Linked DNA regions of Mus musculus: region 2 is linked to region 1. Evidence: chromatin contacts called from public Hi-C data. All regions are on one chromosome and are shown on one strand. The core of a region is the stretch at or near the end of the contact, and the rest is flanking DNA. Distances in the headings are between cores, read along the strand shown.

Region 1 (3,711 bases), core at 604-3,103:
GCCTGGAGTCCTGATACTTGAGAAACTGAGGCAGGAAAATCACAAGTTTGAGGCCAGCCTGGGCTATGTAATGAGATCCTGACTAAAAAGACAAAGCACTGACACCAACAGCCCCCATGAAATTATACTCAATACATATGTGTTCACTGAAGAAAACACGCACAACCAGTATTCAAGTAAGAAAGTAAAAAGACATCCACGGCTTGATTCTGTTCATCTTCCATTCATGTCTGAGTAGTGGCCATCATCATGCTGCAGTGTAATTTGGTTCCTGTTTCTCGATCATAGTAGAGGGAATCACTGCTATAAAAAAGTATAGGGCTGGACTTGAGATCTGCGGTAGAGCACAGGCAATCACTTTCATGTGCCATGTGCCAGGTCACTGTGAGGAGTCAAAAGTGTGCAAAGATCTGCAAGCATCAGATTGTTGCAGGGAGTGCAGAGTCTGCAAAAGATGGAATTACCAAAGGAAATATGATGCAACTGTGTTCTGTAAACTGCAAAAGTTCAGCTTTCCACACTTGCTGTGACTCCTGCCTTGTTTCTGTACTTGTTCCCCCTTTTATCCCTTTGTTCGAGCTTCCATCCTGTTTCCTTTTAAATTTTAAAAACAATACTCATTTTCTAGTTCATTAAGTGTTATCTGTAAGTCTAGTGCTGCATAAACGTACAATAGATCAGATCTACCTTCCTATTCATACTGTATTCAGTGCAACTTGGCTGGCAGCTCCATTTAGTTGTCTAAGCCTCTTAAACATATTTTACTATTTTAACCTGTGTGTGTGTGTGTGTGTGTGTGTGTGTGTGTGTGCCTCTCCAATGTGAGCCCTAGGATTTGAACTCAGGTTGTCAGGTTTGGTGGCAAGCACCTTTTCCTATTGAACTATCTTGCCAGCCTAAGCCTCTTAAATTTAATGTCCAAAGTTGTGTCCTAGTGCTTAGAAGTACCCAAACAGTCCAAGTGGAAGCCCCTCTTGATGTTCTCACCCTAGATGGAAACAATTCAATTTGTTGGGGCTCAAATCTTCAGTACTGTCCCGGACTCTTTCTCACACTCTGACCGTTCTTTCAAAATTTCTTCCAGCCCTAACTTCATAACATAACCAGAATTTAACTACTCTCCCCATCCCCTTCCATTTCCTCTGGTGACACTTCACTGTCATCATTTCTGAGAGTAATGTCTCCAGTGTTTTTGGACAATCAGGACAGCTAGGGTTGGAGAGGGCCTGCTCTGGGGATCAAGGGAATAAAGATTGGTCTCCTTCCCACATTCCAGCAAACAAAGCCTCCACAACCAAGAGCTGTTAGTAACGGTAGCTGCACGCCTGCATAACGAAGGGCTGTTAGGAAAGGTAGCTGCAAGCTCAGGTTGAGATCTGATCTCAACCTTAAATTAGTGTACCTTAAATTGGTGGCCTGTTAACAACACTGATTCTCATGGTTTTACAGGCCATGTACATGATGAAGGCGCTGGCTGATTCCACTTGTGGAGAGAGCGCCCATTCTCAGGTAGTGGTTTCTCATCACATCTTCAGATAGTGGCAAGTCAAGGGAGTTAGTTGTCTTCTCATATCTCAGGCATGGTCTAACTACACCCCCACCCCCACCCCGCGAACGCCCCCTCCCCCTTTCTGCAGTCATCCCTTGGAAATCCAGCAGAAGGATTTCAAAGAGATAAATACAAACACCTCTAACTGGAAACCCCCAGAATGGGTTTACATTTCAGCTGCCCAATAGCCCAAACACCTTGACTTTAAAACAACTTGTATAAAATTACAGGTCACGCAATGAATCCTGGAGCCATTTTAAGCTTTCTGAAAATTCCTACCAATGTCCACCAGAGGGAGGGCTCTGCTACCAAACCATGCTATCTATGCAGTGGTTTCCTTCTCAGCCAGACCAGCCCTAGGACCTGCTTCAGTAAGAGCAAGCCTAGTTTTTGGTTGTGAGCCTAGCCTTTAAAAGCTGAGTCATCGCCAGCCTAGTGAATTTATAGTTGAATGTTTTCTTATACATGAGAGTGTGTTTCCAGAAATGGTTAAATTTGGATAATTCCATCATATCCCCCAACTCCCAATCAAGTCAACTGATTAGCTCAATAAAAGTGACTTTGAAAGTATCATTTTCTCTTTGGTTGAAGTGCTTTTGAATTCAGAGTTAGTATTTTTAAAATTTCTTTAAGAACATCACACTGGGGCTGGTGAGATGGCTCAGCAGGTAAGAGCACCGACTGCTCTTCCAAAGGTCCTGAGTTCAAATCCCAGCAACCACATGGTGGCTCACAACCATCTGTCACGACATCTGATGCCCTCTTCTGGAGTGTCTGAAGATAGCTACAGTGTAATTACATATAATTAATAAGTAAATTTTTTTAAAAATCACACAATATTTGAACATTTATTTCACTTCCAGTGGTCCCACTAATGCTTAGAGTACAGTGTGTATTTTTGTCCTTTATGTACACCCAAATATCCCTGTTCTTATTGTGCTGGAGGGAAACCCAGGACCTAGCAGACCTGAATTAGAAGTTGCCATCTCCAGCAAAGGCAGTATGCTCTGTGGAAGTGTGGCATGGATAGTGTGCATCACTGTGCTTTTCTGTGGATGCAGCCTAGTGCCATCCAACACACAGCTTGGGCAGCCAAGAAGATGCTCCCATGCTCCCAGTGCCCTCTGCATGAGAAGTGGCATGCTTTGAATCAAGCTGTTGCTTGAGTTAGATGAACGATTCTCAACCTATAGGGAGGGAGTCATTCAACCTTTGAGGGTTGGATGACCCTGGGCACAGCGGTCACCTAAGACCGTCCTGCATATTAAATATTTACATTACAATTTCACAACGGCAAAAAAGACAGTTATGAAGTAGCCGTGAGATAATTCTATTGGTTGGGAGATCACCACAGCATGAGGAACTGTATTAAATGAACACAGCAATAGGAAGGCGAGGGCCACTGCCGTAGATGGTTCTTAAAGGGTCATTGTCTTATGCTTGTTTCTTGTTTTTGCTTTTCTCTATATGGTAAAGCTTCCCTTAGGCATTGCTAATAAGACAGCCTTAGAAACCAGGAATCTTACAGACTGGGCTTCTGTTGCAAATTCTTCTTGTGTTGTTGATTTTTAATGCAGCCCAAATGACTGTGCCTCCTTTGCTATGTGAAAACCTATCAACTATGGGCCAGGATAAGCATGTCAGTTTTCTCAGATGAAATCTTAACCTTTTTTGAGTAAATGTCCAGTGTATAGGCATACTGTAGCAAATGTTCTAGTGTGTTAGCGCTCTGAACAATGCTCCTGGCATGTTACAGCTTGTTCAATGGATAACTTAGATTTCTGGAAGATAGTGAGTTAAACTCGAAATAAGGGGTGGGCCAGATGTGAAGATGGAGCTAAGGCCCTTTGCTGTCTAATGTCTAGTGTGTCTTGGTACCTCGTGACTTTCAGTCTTATATATTTTTATAAGTGATATGTATACACATATTCCTACAATGTTAGTTCACACATCTCTTCAAATGTTTCCAAAGGTTTCTTAGCCTACCAACTAGCATCCTGCCAATAGCCACAGCCCTTCTCCAGCTAGAGCATCTGCCATCTCTCTTCATTTTACTATTTTGGCTTGGCTTGTACCAAAGCAAGGAGACTTAGAGCAGTATTATTAAGTTTTACTTTGTTTTGAGGCAGTTCAGGTTATTGGCCTTGAACTCACTGTAGGCA
Region 2 (3,657 bases), core at 66-2,565, 520 kb after region 1:
CTCTGTTTAAGGCACAGTGGCACATGACTTTTATTTCCAGCACTAGGGAAGCAGAGGCAGATAGAGCTCTGAGTTCAAAGCCAGCATGCTCTACAGAGAAGGTTCAAGGACAACCAGAGCTACACAGAAACACCTTGCCCTGAAAAGACAAAAACAAACAAACAAAAAAAACAAAAACAGAAACAAAAAAAGAAAGAAAAGAAAAGAAAAAAAGAAAAAAAAATGAAAAAGAAAGGATGAGAGCCATGGATCTTACATTTCCAGTCAGTCCCTGCCAAGTGCATTCACCCATCTGTCTGAGCGGCTGAACTGATGGGTCAAGGCTAGTGTCCAACGGTCTCTGCTACACACCTGGCACGACAGCCTACCCACAGGATGCACGCAGGATTCATCACAGTTTACAAGAGACTGGGAAGAGAGCAGATTGTCCTTTCTCTGTTGCTGCCTCACAAACTTCCACTAGGAAAAGGTATGCTGAAGAAGAGTCATCAAAGCGGACTTTAAGCTTGGGTGGGCTGCCTTGGCAAGGGTGGCGTTTCCTTCCCCTTGGAGAATTTTAAGCCACAACCAGATAAGCACTCATAGGGGAGCCGACCCAGTGAACACCAGTTTAACTGGGGACAGAGTCTTCCTACAGCCTTGTTTTATTTTTATTTTTTAATAAGTCTTGAATAATAGAGCAGGCTGAATGGTGTGTGTTCTGCTGAATGAAGATGATGAGCAAGTACGCGCATGCGCATGCGCACACACGCCCTGTCCGTCACCACTGGGTAGAAGAAGTCCCTCCTTACCAGGAAGGGCAAGAACCTTGAGCTAGAATCATCAATCAATAGGATAGATGATCTTACCAGAACTGTCTAGAGCAGAAAGGCTCCCTGTGATCCAACACGGGAGTTAACTGTCTTTGGGGCCAGAAGGCTTCCACCCAAACATCTCACTATGGATAATAAGGAACTGCCTTTCAACAACAACAACAACAACAAAGATCCAGGGAGCCTCAAACAGCAGCCTTGCTGCAATGGATGGAGGAGGGACAGAGAGGAAGCCTTCCAGCTCCCAGAACAAAGGAAGTACTGACCCACCCATAAAGAAATGAGCCTGCCTAACTCCCTACTAGGAGGCATCTGTAATTCCGAATCCCCTGAGAAGAGAGGCAGCTGCAGAGGATTTAGATGGATGCTAATGTTCTTTCTTCTGCTTTTTTTAGACCCAGAAATCAAGAGGTTTCCATTTCCTGTGCTGAGTGTCTGGTACCATAACGGGCCTACTGGCCTTCTTCCTGGTGAATCACCTTCCTCTGGGCTCCCTGACCACACACACCTTCCTGCTTTGGCTTCCAGCAGCCAGCCTGGCTGGGCACACCCATGAGTTAAGTGCTGTATGACCTGCAAGGATACTCAGACCACCTTCTCATCAACTGACTCAGAATCGCTGGGGAAAAAGAAACCCTTTCCACTTCAGACTTTTTCTTGAAAAGAAATTAAAATAGAACACACCAATTCCAAACTGGCAGTCAGTGCTGGAAAGGAAGCCCCAAGGGGAGGGCTGCACCAGGGCAAGCCAGCTCTCTGGGGACTGCTCTGGCTGCCCCTGCTCTTGCTGAGGTCCCCATTCAATCTCCTGGGAGCGTAAGAAAGAGACTGGTTCCTCTCAGGCCTTTCCAGCTTGCAGAATTCTCTCAGGTTACAAGCCCAGTTGCCTTGGGTTCCTTCCCTATGGCACAGTCTCTTTTGCACTGGACATTGTTTGCCTTTCCAGAGCAACTCTTTTGACAGTCACATGTGGTACTGAATTCAGAGTTGTCAGGTAAAATTAGGAGTCCCCATTCCTAACATCTTAAATCGCTAAGTCTCCGAATTCAGTTCATCTGCAAACATATCATTCCCTGTTAGAATGCAGATTTCTGTGTTCAATTCATGGAACCCATGAAGAAGAGAACTGTTGCCCCCAAAGCTCCTCTGAGTGCCACAGGCATGCTGTGTCCTGCGGACCGTGGCACGTGCACCTGCACCTACCCCCACCAGGTAGAAACACAAACACATATATATTATTTAATTTGGGAGAGAAAACAAAACTTTAAGGATCACAGTCATCTTGTTTCCTGAAATTTCCCAGCCTGGTTCCTTTGAGACCTGAGTAATTTGCCTCCTTTCCTGTGTCTGAGAATCTTCTAGTGTATTCTCATGTCAGACCCACCCAACCCCATGTCCCTGTGTTTCCTGTGTCTGAGAATCTTCGAGTGTATTCTCATGTCAGACCCACCCAACCCCATGTCCCTGTGTTTCCTGTGTCTGAGAATCTCCTAGTGTATTCTCATGTCAGACCCACCCAACCCCATGTCCCTGTGTTTCCTGTGTCTGAGAATCTCCTAGTGTATTCTCATGTCAGACCCACCCAACCCCATGTCCCTGTGTTTCCTGTGTCTGAGAATCTCCTAGTGTATTCTCATGTCAGACCCACCCAACCCCATGTCCCTGTGTTTCCTGTGTCTGAGAATCTTCTAGTGTATTCTCATGTCAGACCCACCCAACCCCATGTCCCTGTGTTTCCTGTGTCTGAGAATCTCCTAGTGTATTCTCATGTCAGACCCACCCAACCCCATGTCCCTGTGCATGTGATTAAAAGTAGTTGAGTCCACAGTTCTTGCATCAGTGAGGCTAAATATCAGGGACCCTGTTATTAGAAAATCCAGTAAGCCTGGAATGGATAAAGGGCAGGGGCCTTGTAGACAATGCAAACTTGCAGATGCCAGGATAAAACTGGGAAAGCAAGCGCAGCGGCAGCTTGTCTTGGTCCTTGCAGCTGGGAGATGAGAAGAGCACTTCAGAAGAGAGCAGCAAAGGGCCTGGCCAACAAGGTGCATAGGCACAGGACTCCACCTGAGGGACCAATGTCAGCGCCATCTGAAAACTCAGAACATGTTTATGGACAGCATCTCCATATCAGATTATCACTATAATGGAGCGCCAAAGCCAACGAGACCTTGCCTGACACATATTGTCTTAGTCAGGGTTTCTATTCCTGCACAAACATCATGAACAAGAAGCAAGTTGGGGAGGAAAGGGTTTATTTGTCTTACACTTCCATACTGCTGTTCATCACCAAGGACGTCAGGACTGGAACTCAAGCAGGTCAGGAAGCAGGAGCTGATGCAGAGGCCATGGAGGAATGTTCTTTACTGGCTTGCTTCCCCTGGCTTGCTCAGCCTGCTTTCTTATAGAACCAAGACTGCCAGCCCAGAGATGGTCCCACCCACAAGGGGCCTTTCCCCTTGATGACTAATTGAGAAAATGCCTTACAGTTGGATCTCATGGAGGCACTTCCCCAACTGAAGCTCCTTTCTCTGTGATAACTCCAGCTGTGTCAAGTTGACACAAAACTAGCCAGTACACATATGAAGCACTGGCTTCCATGCTAACACTGAGATAAAGGAAAAGGAGATGGGATGGAAATGGAATGAGGAAGAAATAGGGAAAATGTGGACATCTACCTTACAGACTGCAGGGCTTTGAGCAATGGTGACTCCTGATCCTATCTCCTGTTCTAGACAATGAAAAGACAATAGTTCTCTTTGCTGCAGAGACATAGGAAAGGGAAGGAGGGCGGGGCTGTTTCTAGTCATCTGTGAGTCATTTATTTTTCTGAAAGCAAGGCAGG

Evidence for each region. A called contact is a pair of places that touch in the nucleus more often than the background predicts.
Region 2: a contact with region 1 is called in a Hi-C map of bone marrow-derived macrophages, with 13 read pairs. The contact joins two enhancer-like sites. A contact is called at or near these places in 2 of 15 datasets of contacts at CTCF or cohesin (CD8 T cells and the NIH/3T3 cell line), 4 of 484 Hi-C or Micro-C datasets (the C10 cell line, bone marrow-derived macrophages, cranial neural crest and 1 more), 9 of 115 datasets of contacts at active chromatin or transcription factors (the 230-238 cell line, acute myeloid leukemia, bone marrow-derived macrophages and 6 more) and 2 of 9 other capture datasets (adipose tissue and embryonic stem cells).

What each region holds. Positions count from the first base shown.
Region 1 is chr9:13,847,383-13,851,093 of GRCm38.p6, forward strand. It overlaps a transcript of Fam76b not described here. Among named protein-coding and RNA genes, the nearest start is that of Fam76b, 22 kb to the left of the region's middle. Within about 2 kb of position 1,854, at least 6 of the 459 cell types and tissues checked have an H3K27ac peak or open chromatin away from gene starts, as enhancers often do. A contact at or near this core is called in bone marrow-derived macrophages, where this site is marked.
Region 2 is chr9:14,364,361-14,368,017 of GRCm38.p6, forward strand. All of the region lies in intron 1 of Endod1 (endonuclease domain containing 1), which reads right to left. Among named protein-coding and RNA genes, the nearest start is that of Gm34156, 3.3 kb to the right of the region's middle. Within about 2 kb of position 1,316, at least 121 of the 459 cell types and tissues checked have an H3K27ac peak or open chromatin away from gene starts, as enhancers often do. A contact at or near this core is called in bone marrow-derived macrophages, where this site is marked.